2 separate regions of the Siniperca chuatsi genome follow, and region 2 is linked to region 1. A link is a contact called in public Hi-C data. All regions are on one chromosome and are shown on one strand. The core of a region is the stretch at or near the end of the contact, and the rest is flanking DNA. Distances in the headings are between cores, read along the strand shown.

Region 1 (6,984 bases), core at 1,477-3,976:
TGTAAGGCTTGGTGTTGTATTGGCTGTTTGCGTTGGGAAATGAATGACCCTTTTCATTCAGATATCAGAGAGAGAAATCTCACACTCACACACCAAGAAAGAGAGAATGATAAAGACACACACACACACACACACACACACACACACACACACACACACACACACACAGCCTTTTGTGACTGATGTGTTGTGTAGTCTCAGCACTGTCTCTGCTTTCACTATATTAGCATAATATAATTCATCCCATGCTTACCATCAAAGTACAGACATTTAGCCTCACTGACCAGAGGAGGAAATTAAATTATTTTGCATATGTCTTGTCTAGATGATGCTTCTATTAGCTTGCATTTATCTCTCTTGCGTGTTTAATGCAGCAGCGTGTCATGTCTCCCCGTCTCTCCCTCCCCCAGTACAGCACAATTCTCCCAGTCAGCATCCTTCACAAAGATAGCCAGGATGCCGGCAAGGTCACCCTGTCACACAAAGAAGTACGCAAACACACACACACACAGAAATATACTGTACTTTTTGTGCACAGAACTGCTGCCCTGTGCCTTTGCATGATATTACTGTAACACATAAATTTCTCTCCTCAGACTCAGAGCAATGAGTGCAGGCAGAGCCAGAAAACTGTATCAGCATATGGATATACACAGCAGGCTGACCACAGAAAAGAACAATGTTTACACAAGCTGCTGTGTAGTACAGTATTGAACTGGCCGCAATATGTTGTTTTTTTAAAAACAATTTTTTCTTCTAAACGATATAAAAGGATGTCTAGCACCTGTCTCTGACCCTTATGAGGGACATGAGGCGCGCTGATGGTGGCGGGAACCTTTTTTTTTGATACTATTAACCTCTGTGTCCATACTGCACATATTTATAAACCTTTTCAAATTAGGGCTGTGTATCAATCTTAACAGGTTAAAAGAAAACTGTCAAGTACTGAAAGCTGGTACTGAATGCTTGGTCAGATTCTTAGTTTAGTTTACTTTTACTTCTCTGACGAGATATTTCCTGATTTAAATCATAATTTTGCTGATTTTAGTGTTTTGTTCAGGCAATAGCTCATATTGGCTACTTTGTGCTGAGACAAAATTAAACACTGATTCTTATTTTGTTTAACAGAAAAAAGGGTTTGGTATTGGCACTGAAACTCAGGTGTCGTGCCCATACCCAAACCTATTTAACATGAGACGTTACGCAGAATTCCTGCTGTGTAAGGAACATGCCAACTGCAGGAGGAGTCAGGAAAAAATATGTTGATGGAAGGCAGAAGGATGAGGAAAAGGATGGTCACAGAGTGATGAATCCTCTAACCTTGGACTTTTGTCTATGTAGCTACAACAAAAATTTTGACTTTCCATCTCCTCCTCTCTCCATCCCTGCAGTTCCTCTGACCAAGCCCCATCTGCCAGACTGAACTCAATCACCTCTGCATTTAATACTAGCTTCTACCTGTGCAAGCCTCTTCTAATAACTGTAACTATCAATCTTTTTTGCATCATAACAAAGAAACTGACAAAGCTGTGATAGATTTGTGTTGAGAATAAGGTATCAGATAAAATAATATAAAATATTCTTCTTAACAAACCTAATGCCTCAGGAATCGTTGTTTCCTGCCATTATGAAATTACCATACATGATATTACAGTGTTAGTCTTCTGAACAGATACAGTCCTGGTTCTGAATCGGGTAGTGAGATGAGTTGCTGTAATGCTGTAACGCAGTGCTTTTGTATGTGAATAAAACAGCTATTCTGAGACTCCAGTGACCACGCAGCTGCATGTGGTGTGTGACCGTGACACATCACCACCGCCTGCTAGCCTCCCACACTGTTTCCCGGCAGCTGCGTGACCTCTGACCTCTCCATTGGTGAAATGCAGCAGAAACACTTCCTGTCTGGAAAATGAACCGGCCGCCAGCGTCCTGACCTGCCTTCCTGTGGCTGAACCATTTAGACAAGGTTTCAGACATAACACTACACGTACAGGGAAGAAGGTGGATGTAGATGAGAGGGAGCAAATACTTGTACATGTTTTGATCAAATATTTCCATCAGCAGTACGCTCAGTACAGTGAAGCACCTGGCTGTCTAGTGCTCATCCATTGAACTACACACTGTGAAATGTTTTATGGGATCTTGAAACAGAGTGATGGAGTTGTAATTCTGTTTGCAGTAAAATGATAAATAGTTGATATATAGTCTGCAGGGAAAGTTGGAGCCACTTTGAAATGCATCCAAACTTTGAGACTAACTCAGAGACACACAGCTCCCCTGCATTCTGCCGTTAGGGGGCAGACTGGGTCCAGTTACAGAGAAGCAAATTCAGTTCGCCTCCAGTGTTGCAGCATTGATTTTTAAACAGCTTTAAACTCCCAAAGAAGGTTTCGTCTCACACTTGGATCCAGGTCCAGTACTCTTTTATTCATTTATTTTTCTCTGGACTATTATGTTAAGTAACCATTCAGGAGGAAGACAACATAGGGGAAATATGGTCAAATAATTCCCAGCAGGGAAACTTAAACAACCCAAACTGTTGTTTAATGTTCAGTACAAGATGAGCACAGTTAGTAAAACATTTACACACACACACAGTTTATCTCTATCTAGACGAATGGATTTGGCATCGCTGGGTCAAACACGCATAAGCAATCAACCTCAGACTGTTAGTTATTCAGGCATAGCTAATCACACAGCGAGGAGTTGGACATCATGATGACTGGACCTGATCGAGGCTTCACTGACAATCCAGTTAGCTGAACAGGAGAAATTACATCAGACAACTATGGGTCTTTTAAATTAAAACATTTATAAAAAGGGTTTTAAAAACAAAGAAAGAAAAGAAAGATGTATTCCATTGCCAATAAGCAGACTATTGATATATATTTACACATCTACAGTATATCTGTCTCCCTCTCTATCTAGCCTTCCTTCTATCTACCTATATATACACATATATGACTCTATGCTATGAGCTGTCCAATAAAAAAGGTACAACATGACAAACTAAACAATAAAAAAAAAGAAATGTTATTATATATATTTCAAATATATATCATGTTTTTGTTAAAAAGTTAAGCTGTTCCCCAGCATGTTGGCAATAGATAGCCAGTGGTAAGTGGGTAACTTCTTTATCTAGTTTGGCAGACAACACCATGTCCACTCTGCTACCTACTGTGGTCTCTTTCAGTGCGGGATGAACACATCAAAGGCTTCCAGTGCTGTTACTGCTGACAGTTAAGTAAGTTATGTTTTGACGGGAGAACTAAGCGGATCGCTACACCCGTTCCAGAGAGCAGACAGGAACGGAGCCAGGAGTCATCAGACAGACAGGGACACAGACAGACCGCGATGCCCCGAAACACAGGGGTGCCAGCAAATGACTTAGGAGATGTCAGTGCAAGTGATGAAAAGTGGGAAGTTGACCCATCTGGAGACAGACTTGAGGTCAGCTTAGAGCTAAAGTTTCCCAGCCACTGCTTCAACTAGTAGCTCAAGAAGAGATAACATTTATCTTGTAAAAGCTTCCTTCCTCAACAGCTCTACTGTAATCTGTGTTACAGTTAAACACAGGTACACTTTGTGAAAACCAGTCACATTTACATTCCTTCTCACTCAGCAAACAGAGATTTAATAACACAAAAGCATGCAACACTATTTTCTAGTTAGCCGTGTTTCAGGAAATTAAAGTGGGTGAGAGAAATGAGAGATATGAGGAAAAACTCTTCAGGCTAGTACATTTAAACTTTGGGAGTCAAACTGGGACACAGGCCCTGATGCGGAGTCCAAAAATGTCAAGAGAGCAACTGTTTCTGGAAGCCTGAATTGCTCCATAGCAAAATTAAATTACTTGGCTGAGAAAACAGGAAAAGTTTCTGAGCCTACACACCCAAGAATACAGAATGTGTATTCTGTGAAACACACACACAGCAGTGGCAAAGCTTTTGTTTTCAGGAAACAAAGCCCAATTACCCCTGTCCTTTCTCTCACCCTGCATAATAAAAAGAAAAGAACAGAGACTTGAACAGTTAACTTCTATGCTCTATTCCCTCAGGGCCACACTGACACACACCAAAGATTATTTTAGCAGATGACATTTGATATCAAGAAGATGTCTGCCGTATAATATAAGCTATAACAGCAAAAAATAGCCGTAACTACCCACAAATGCTTTGGGTGCTACATGTGTAAAAGGAGTAAACAGTAACTTTAATGAAGAAAAACATTCTTATTCATAAAAAAATGTGAGTGAGCAAAAAAAAAAAAAAAACAATAGTAGCCCTGCATGAAAAACACAGACCCCTTATTCATTTAAATGGACCACTCTGCCTCCAGCAAAAAGGTTAAACCTGGCTCAACTCTGGCCAAAATGCAACATCATCATCACCTGGCAAGGCGCTGCATTGCATGTATTTCTTTTGTTTACCTCACGATTGTCTTGATGGAAAAAAAAAAAATAGATTGCTGCTGTGATAACTTTCCGAAGCTATAAAATCTTTCCTCACAGTATTATAAACCGCTGTGAAGGGTTTTGGCAATAAACCACCAGTACCTGAAGCAAAAGGCCCCCACCAACGCAGACCCTTGCATTCTTTTAAAGCAGGGCTGTTTTTGGTCCGAACACCCACTAAACTATCTTATCATACAAGATGAAATTATTCTCAAGTTCATAATTAATGAAATAATGATTATCAGAAAGAAAGACATATAGACTGGCAAAGAACACAATTTGACCTTGTTTTATTCAATGACATTTATTAAATTCAAATGTTTTTTGATCTCCTTCACTTTGGTTAAGGAAAGAATTAAGTCATGTGACTAATACTTCTTAAGGTAAGGTTAGGAGCAATATCGCCTCCATGGTTAAAGGAAACAAACACTGACGGTTGATGGGACACGGAACGCAAACCGCAAAGTCACTGGCTTTCCATACATCCACCCCAACCACCACCATGTTGTAGATGTTCTGGTTTGGACATAAAATATACATTGTCATAGCTAATTTCTTACATGATGGACGATGGAGTTTGTTTTTGTTTTTAATGCAGCACACAGAGGCTGGCTAGAAGCAGGAAGCCAACATGACCTCTGTGACCTGACTCTGCTGCTCCCTCATTCTCAGCCATCAGGCTCAGGAGCAGCATGAAAACAGTGATGTTGACCTCTAGAGCATTAACTGCTCAGTCAGAGCCCTCCTCAGGGTAAAGAGCAAGGATCATGTTGGTGTGTGTGCGTGTGTGTGTTGACACCAGTGTGAGCAACTCACCTAGGTAATCTTATCACACAGTTTGTAGACACACTTTTCAAGTAGTCACCCTGAAATCGCTGCTTAACTTTGGTCCTTCATATGTATGGAAAAAAAACAACAAACACACACACAAATGCTTCCCTTCAGAGAAACTGGAAGGAGTAAGGAGGAAGAAGGGTGTAAGAGCTGTCACACAGGATGGCACAGAAAAGCCCTGCATGGATGGACGGTGGGAAAGGAGGGAGGGGACAGTCTTAGAAAGAGGGAAGGAGAAAGAGCGATAGATTTATGACCCCGTGAGAAAAGAGAAGCTTCATCCAACTCTTTTGGTTTTAGGGCCTTAGTTAATCACAGGTTAATGAGCAGGAGAGGGAAGGACACAGAGAGCTAGAGAAAGAGAATGGGATAGAAACAAAAAAAGGCTGGAGGATAAATGAGTGGAAAGAAGAAAAATGGTATTTTAATTTAGATAAATTGACAAGCAACCAGAAAATGCTAAGAGAAAAAAAAAGGAGTCTTTATCTCGTGAATGCATGGCATAAAGAGGGTGAGATAAGGACAGATAAAAGATCAAAGTCCAAGAGAAACAAAAACATGAGATAAATAGGAGACAGACTGAAGAGTGAAAGTGATAGAAAGAGGAATAATAAAATTGTGAGAAAACAGGAGAGTAGATATCAGAGTAGAGTGGTAGTAAGGAGTGACAAGGGAAACAAAAATAAAGAAGATGTGAAAAAAGAGAAGTGAACCCAGAATTTCCAATGTGGCTCTGTTCGATCACTTCCACAACTTAAAAATGTTCTTCCCTCCTGGTTTCTTGATTTAATCAAAACAAGACTAAGAGTTTAAAGCCACGCTACAGTAATGTCAGCATGCTAACATGCTCCCATTGACATGCTGATTTTAAGCAGGTATAATGTTTACCACGTTCACCATCTTAGTTTTAGGGTGTTAGCATGCTAACATTTTCGAATTAGCACTAAACAAAAAGTACAGCTGAGGCTGATCTGAATAGAATTAGTTTTGGAGGCATTTGGCCATAAACCAAAATACTGGGCAATTAAAAATTTGATCTGATGATGGTGCCAGAGGAAATGTTAGGGGGGTTCACCTAAGTCAGTAGTCTTCATCCTCTAGGGACCATGAATGTCTATCCAATAGTTGTTGAGATTTCAATCTTGACCAAAGTGGTGGACCGATCGACTGACCGGCACTGCCATCTATGGAGCGATGCTGCTAGCGTGGCTAAAAAATTATACAAACTTTACTTCTGTCTGATTGTCTCATATTCCATGACGTTTCCTGTCTAGAGTGCACTCCTGAGGGCGATGAACCTCAAACCCTGGCTATGTGAGTGCCTTACTTTGCTGCACATGTACAGAGCAGAGAATGAATGAGAGACGGTAAAGAGGGTTAGGAGGAGGTGTGTTTGTGAGAGCCAGGGAGAAAGAGCAAGACATCTATAGGGTCGTGAGAGAGAGACGAAGATGAAGAAGAAGAAAAACACTTAGACGATGAGGTCAGTAGATGGGAAAAGACGAGGCAGAGGGACAAAGACAAAAAGTGAGGGAATGAAAGGAGCAGGGGCAAAGAATGTGAAGAGTGTACACAAATACAGGGGACCCTAACGCATAACCACGGTAACCAGGCCTTTAATTTTAAGCCCAGCTGTTCTTGTTACCATGGAAATCTCTCAATTAGGATCTTCCCTCCACCCCTCCACACACCATCCC
Region 2 (6,984 bases), core at 2,662-5,161, 65 kb after region 1:
GACGAAACCTTATCCGGACTCGGGCTTCCTATCCCAGGCTGTGTCGGCGAGCCGCCCGAGCTCCCAGCATGCTTCCCAGCCGTAATGGCCGCTTCTATCCGAGGCTTTGAGGTCTCTGCCTCAGTGTGAATGTGTATGTTTCTCTCCCTCTCTCTCCCCCTCTTTTGCTCAGGTTTCTCGGCTCTTCCTGCAGTGGCTGTCTTCCATCCCTCTCTACCGGCCACGCCAGGAACCTCCGCCACAGGAATTTCAGGAGCCGGAGGGGAAGCGCTAGCTAGCTTACATGGCTGCCGGTGGAAAATGGAGCTGGAGCGCCCCCAGATGGTGGGCTCGGCTCGGTGACAGATAACCAGCAAGCCCCAGGACAAAATAGGCTATTAAAAGCACTGTCATCATGTTCTACTGTGTCAGACTTTAAACTAATTCACTACACCTGTGACTTGTTATGTACTTAAATTATCATTAACGGGTTATTTCCGTTGGTTTAAGGCGCCGAAATTGCGGCGGTTGAAATCCAGCGCTCACATTTAAAAGTGGAAAATCTTCATTCTTGGGGCAAAGAAGCCTAACTTTTGGTCTTTTTGATCAAAAGTTAGTCTTATTTGTATGAGGAAAACGTTTTCAGGCTACTATACGGCTATTTGTCAGAGAAACAGGTGCAGAGAAAGTTGAACGACGGGGAATACAACATGGCGGATATATAACGGCTACGTTTTTGATTTTTTTAAGGTAGAGGTGAAGGCAAAGATAATAAAAAATAAAATAAAGAATTGGTGGCTGTGACATACAGGTGATAAATGACTGGAAAACCTGACTAAATGAGGGGAGAAATATATCAGAAGTACAGATATCCATAATGGTGGATGACATTTATTTGGCATAGTTTGGGTCCACTTGTCCCCTCATAAGGAGGGGTTACTTCAAAGCAATACAGATTTATTCTGAGTGATCACTTTTAACCTATGATGAAGTTATGATAGGTACCTCCATTACAATTGGTTAACGGTTGTGGAATTAACAATGTAAATTGTCAAAAACAATGGCAAATCACTGAAGAGCAAGCAAATAACTTTTAACTAACTAGAAGGCTGGAAACATATAAACATCTGTTCAGTAAAGTTACCTTCTTACGCAAAGTGCAAACATAACAACAGACCAATACAATTCATATAATACAAAATATTAAGGTCTTTACTACTGGAATTTGGTCTGTATGTTGGGAAGTTTTGGTTGTGGATGAGCTGAATTAATGGAGCACACTGCCATCTAAAGGCTAACTGAATCTATACTACAGAGAACTGTGGCAAAATAATTCAAATCCAAGTGAAAGCCTTGTTAACAGGCCTATAAACCCACAGATGTTTAAAATACATTTTGCATTCTTGGATCCAAAATGAGTGCATCTAGAAGAAATGCAATCAAATGCGAAAACCATCCCACAGAACTCAGATACAAAGTAGGCAATATGTTCAGTTTACTGTGAAAAAATATGCACACTCCATGTGACCGGCGCTAAAAGAATAAACTTCCTGCTACGAGTCAAGTGAGCCTCTGTGTTTGACTCTAGCGATCTATTTGATTTGAGGTGAATCTGCTTACAAGTCTGTCCTGTCCCACTGGGTGAAACACAGCCGTCAGGGGATAATCTCAGCATGCCATCATCCTGAGGTCAAAGCCCATAAAGCAGCCTCATTGAAATGGTCTAGAGGCTGTGTCCTTTAATCCCATAGAGACACATGAAGATGACCTTAACGTGAAGCACAATGTCAGGCCCATGCAGCCTCTAGCAGAAATATTGTATATTTCTCTCACTGGGAAATAGAGACTATATAGTAGGAAGAGCAAGAAACGTCATGTATACACACACTCTTTTTTTGACAAGGGTTTGAAGCATATGTGTCTGTCAGGTTGAAATCAATATTGGATCGAAATACATATAAAAGATGCATGAATGGCTCCACAAGGCGGACAGCTTTCAAACCACTGCATTGACTCTGTTATCCTGTGTGTGTGGGCTGGTGTTTGACTCCAACACTTCCTGCTCTCTGGTCTATTTTAAAAAATATATTTTTACAAAATACAATCTAATGCAATCCAATACAACTATTCTGCCATAAAAGGCTACTTTTACGATGCCTATAATGTTCAATTTGTTTACACTGTCAAAAAGGTGTTTTAACATTGAGGTCATAGTTAGTGGTGGTGTTGTACTGGACTGCATTATATTTAGAGGTGTTTCTAATATTTTGCCACCCCTCATGTATGTAAATAGGGAAGACAAAACATTTGAAACACCTCTTAATATAATATAGTCCAGTACCAACACCACCATTAACTATGTCTTCAGTAATAAACATACAATTGAATTTCCACAATTCTGATAATGTCAACAAAAACTGAACATTATACACCTTGTAAAGGTAGAATTTATGGTAGAGCTGTTGTATTAAATTGCAATAGATTGTACAGGTGAACCTAATAAATTTACCACTGAGTGTATATCAATAAATAATCAAGGTTTTAAGGGGGAAAAACAGTGGGCACTAATTGCAGGATTATTCAACAGCAATCTTGTTTCCATTATCTTCCATTCAAAACTCTACGTATCCCACTGTTCTGTCACTCTTCTGACAGGTTTACTACTTTACCACATTATCGCAAAGATGTAAGGAAATCATGACAGCGGAGGCGTTACCATATAACGTTTCCAAGAGGACAAAGATAGGAAGCAACAGCCAAACATCATTTTACATGTTTGAGTTTCACTATCTTTCTTACCCCAGCCTTTAATCCATCTCTTTTTCTTTCTAATCGAACGTGCCAAAGTGAGCCTATGTGTGTGTATTAATGTGTGTTTGCATGCGTCTATAATGCTGATGGTCTTTCAAGTGTGTGGGCCACTGCTGCTCTAACAGATCTGGCATTAGGTATATATAATAATTTCCAGCATCCATGCACACACACACACACACACACAGCGTCCCGCTTCTAACAAGATAAAATAGAAGAAGGGTGTAAAGGGGAAAAGAAAAAGAAATGAAAGAACAAGTCAGCGATTAAACCAGCATGGACAGTAAATACTGTATTTATCATGTCATGGGTTCAAGCAAAGCAAACATTTATACTTCACAGCCTTTCCCCCCTCCCTCCCTTCCTGTTAGGATTGAATCACAACCTTAACACATCACCAAGAAGCTAGCAGCCTACTGTCCTCTACGCGGCAGAAATCTGGGGTTCACAGCACAAAACATAACCTTTCTCAAGATTACAGATGGGGGAACAAGCTACAGGTTGAAGGGAAAAGAAAACCTTCCAATATGTTTATCTTCTTCTGTAAAAAAAGAGATTTAACTGAATAATCTACTACTAAAGATATGTCTTAGATGCTTCCAGTCATTTAGCAAGTGGTCTCATGTGTTTACATTAATTATTACCATTAATTAAGCATCCAGATATTCGTTTCCCTCCTTTCTCTCTTCCTGTCTTGCATTATTTTTAATGTCCTCTTTGTGTCTCCTCACCCTGACTCACCGCTCATTACAGGACTCGCATATCACATCAGCCACACTCCAGTGGAAATACAAACAGACACCTTGGTGATCCAAATCTGGCACACACACACACACATACACACATTCACACTCACGTATATACACACAGTGTCCAATGACAATGCAATTAAGGGGTCCAAAGAGTTCATAACGAAAGCAAAACAGGCCAGCGGATGTGTTTTTTGTCCATCTGCAACCTCCTGACACACACACACACACACACACATACACACACAAGTCATACAAACAAGAGGGAGGTTGTTGTGACCGTGGTCTCAAGGTCTCAGTAACATTTCATTTCCAGTAAACTGCAGATCATGAATCAGTTGGAGAAAAACACCATTTACTCTATATGAACATGCATCATAAGATTACAGTCAAAGCAGATGTTTTTAACATCTTTTAACAGTTAACTGGTATAATGACAAACAAAGCAGGTGGTATCTACGTACAGAGCACGAGGGTCCCTCTAGAAAAAGGACACAACCTGTCAATGTGCGACAACCCCCGCCTAGTGGTGGTTAATGGAAATTACAGTAAACGCTGACTCAAACTTGGCCTGACTGGAACTAAAAATGTCTGTTCTTACCCTCACCACACCTCATGATGTGTATTAAAAGTAAATAAAATATTTACGTTGTGCGTGTACGTGTATTAATGTCGGCTGACAAGAACGCATACAATTGATTGAGTCCCCTCTGTCTCTGTCTGCCTCTATCTGTCACTCACACTGTTTTCTTTCTGCAGTGTGTCTCATCCTGTTTGTGTATACACATGCATGTATATGCGTGTGTGAGTGTGTGTTGTTGTGTGTCTGTGCTGTCATGCAGAGTCCAGCTGCACAATGAATGTGCTCTGTGAGCCAAAAGGACATACAGTCCTCAACACGTCAGCATGACCAACGCCTCAGCAGCAGATCTCCACTACGCTTTCTAACTTTTACATCCCATTTCTGACCCTCTTTGTTACTGTTACGTGCATGTTGTTGGGAGCATTGCCAATCTGCTAAACAGCCAAAAAGAAAGATATCTCTAACATCAAGCAATGTGATCTGATTATCCACGCCTGCATTTTTGTTTGAATTACAGCCTATTAAAGCTGCGCAATGCCCCAAATAACCAGGAATAAGCAGGAGATTGAATGAAATTATTAAAATGTGTGTGACTTGGATTAGTGCGTTATGTGGCTTATATGATTCTTAGGAAAGTCTGACCTTTGTGCCGTTGGTCTCAACTTACAGAAATGACTGCAAGCTCAGTCATGGATTCAAATGACAATGTAAAGATTTAAAACAGCCTCAGAATAATGCGCGTGTAAAATCCAGGGTTGATTCAGGAATGCAGATAATCAATATGACTTCCGCAATCCAATAAATCAACATGTAAACAAAGTCAGCTGTGTTTCAGCAAGGAGCATCAAACTGCAATTATGAGGAGGCTCATTAGATCTCTAAAGAATACAGTATGTTCAGTATGTGAACTATATCCTTTTTGCACATCTATAGCCTGAAACACGAGTATCAACTTGGGATAAACAGCGGATCAGTATTTTGGATTTTGATGCACTGACTTTATCTACTTTGGTTTATCTTTGAATTTATAAAAACAGTAAACACTAAATGTGATTTAGACTATATCTAATTATCTCTTACAAAAAAGTCACATGTGATAACCCATGTGATTCCAAAGCACACATAATTTTTTGGGATGTATTGGTTTTCACGTAGACACCTTAAATATTTTTTATTAAATTTTAAGGTTGAAATAACGTTCAATTATCTCTTTGCTATTTAAAATTAGGTTTTCACAAATATTCCTGTTTCATACATAAAAAAATAGCCACTTTACATCTTAAAGGGGCATACCACATACCTTGCATGTATTAAGAAGTCACAGGGAGTACGACACAGCTGTGAAAACAACAGGATGTCTTCTGTTGCTCTGAAGGAGTTTTGTCAAGTCTGAGAAAACTACTCAAGTGACATCGGAATCAGAATCAGAATCAGAAATACTTTATTGATCCCCGAGGGGAAACTCTTTTGTTATGGCAGCTCGCCTTTACGTCAGTGCACACAGGAATAGAAGTACTAGCAAAAAATATAATACACTATAATATAGATCTGAAAATAAATTAAGTACTAAGTGGGTGTAAGTATAAAATAAGTCACTCGGGTATCTGGGTTTAGGATTGGAGGATATAATGTTTTTACTAGAAAAGGCTGCATTCCTAACTGGGGTGTGGAGTTTGAAAGATGTGGACATTTACCAGACAGGAAAGGTCTAGGAAAAGACGTCACTGAGGTGCATTATGGGAAGTGGAGGATCCAGTGTTTTTGGAGCTTGACCCATATTAGGGATTAAAAATCAGGATATGTCAACCTCTGCTGCTTCAGTTTCGACCGTTCTTTTTTTTAAATTTGTCTCTCGCAAGTTCCCAAACGTCTGAACTCAGATGTAAGTTTTCACATGTCACTTCTTTGTACATCCTCAAAAGTTTTTAATTCTTTGTTGGTTGTTCTATTAACATAATAAACACAACTGATTTAAAACTGAAGACTTCTAGCTTAAATAACAAACCTCCCTTTGTTCTACTTTATCTTCTTCCCGCTCTTTTTTTTAACTTCCCTCAAAGTCTCTTTTTCTCTCTCTCCACATACTGTCTCTACCTCAGTTTTTCTCTCTTAGTGCTTTTCTTTCATGGTCTCTCATTCTGTCTTTCTCTTTTTGACTTCCAGGCAGTTCCTCGCTCTTTCTTCACATCACAAACGTTTCTTGATCTTTCTTCTTATCGTTCTTATCTTGTCCTTTTTAACTCCCTCTAGTTTTATGTGTCTGTTTTGATCTCTCTCACTCTCTCTCTTTCAGTCTCTTTCTCTTTCAACATCAGCTGCAGTTTTCCTCCATGGCAGTTTTTCACTTTGTTTTTCTTTCTGTTTTACTCCCTCAACCCATTTCTCTCTTAAGTTTTCAGTGATTCTTTGGTTCAGTCTGTATCCCTCTTTCTGTTAATCGTTTTCTTTCTCTTTCTGTTTTATGACCTCCCTCACCCTCGTCTTTAGCTATAAGTCATCATTGCATTCGCTTTCTTTTACCCTCCTCTTTAAACTTTGCCCTCCTTATCCTCCACTCCTTCTATCTCCTCATTACCTCCTCCCCCTCTTTCTCCAACTCTATTTCTTTCCTCTCTTCATTACCTTTAACACTGACTCAGTCATTTACTCCCCCTTCTTTTCTTTTACAAACTCCCTCCTCTTTTCTCCAACTCCAAATTAAAATTCTGACACTCTCTCTTTCACTATTTGTTTTGCCTTCCTTTTATATTCAGTGTCAGTCTCTCTCACCATCGTCGCCATTGCTTCTCCGCGCCTTTTATAACCATGGAAACAGAAGAGACCACGTCGCCATGACAACAGGGTTTTGGGCCGAGGCTTCCT

Evidence for each region. A called contact is a pair of places that touch in the nucleus more often than the background predicts.
Region 2: a Hi-C map of liver shows a contact between it and region 1, with 2.8 times the contacts expected there. The contact joins two enhancer-like sites. A contact is called at or near these places in 2 of 3 Hi-C or Micro-C datasets (liver and skeletal muscle).

Annotation. Positions count from the first base shown.
Region 1 is chrLG17:6,253,150-6,260,133 of ASM2008510v1, forward strand. The region is part of intron 2 of macf1a (microtubule-actin cross-linking factor 1); the gene reads right to left. Among protein-coding and RNA genes, the nearest start is that of macf1a, 84 kb to the right of the region's middle. Within about 2 kb of position 2,727, the one cell type or tissue checked has an H3K27ac peak away from gene starts, as active enhancers do. A contact at or near this core is called in liver, where this site is marked.
Region 2 is chrLG17:6,317,055-6,324,038 of ASM2008510v1, forward strand. All of the region lies in intron 2 of macf1a (microtubule-actin cross-linking factor 1), which reads right to left. Among protein-coding and RNA genes, the nearest start is that of macf1a, 20 kb to the right of the region's middle. Within about 2 kb of position 3,912, the one cell type or tissue checked has an H3K27ac peak away from gene starts, as active enhancers do. A contact at or near this core is called in liver, where this site is marked.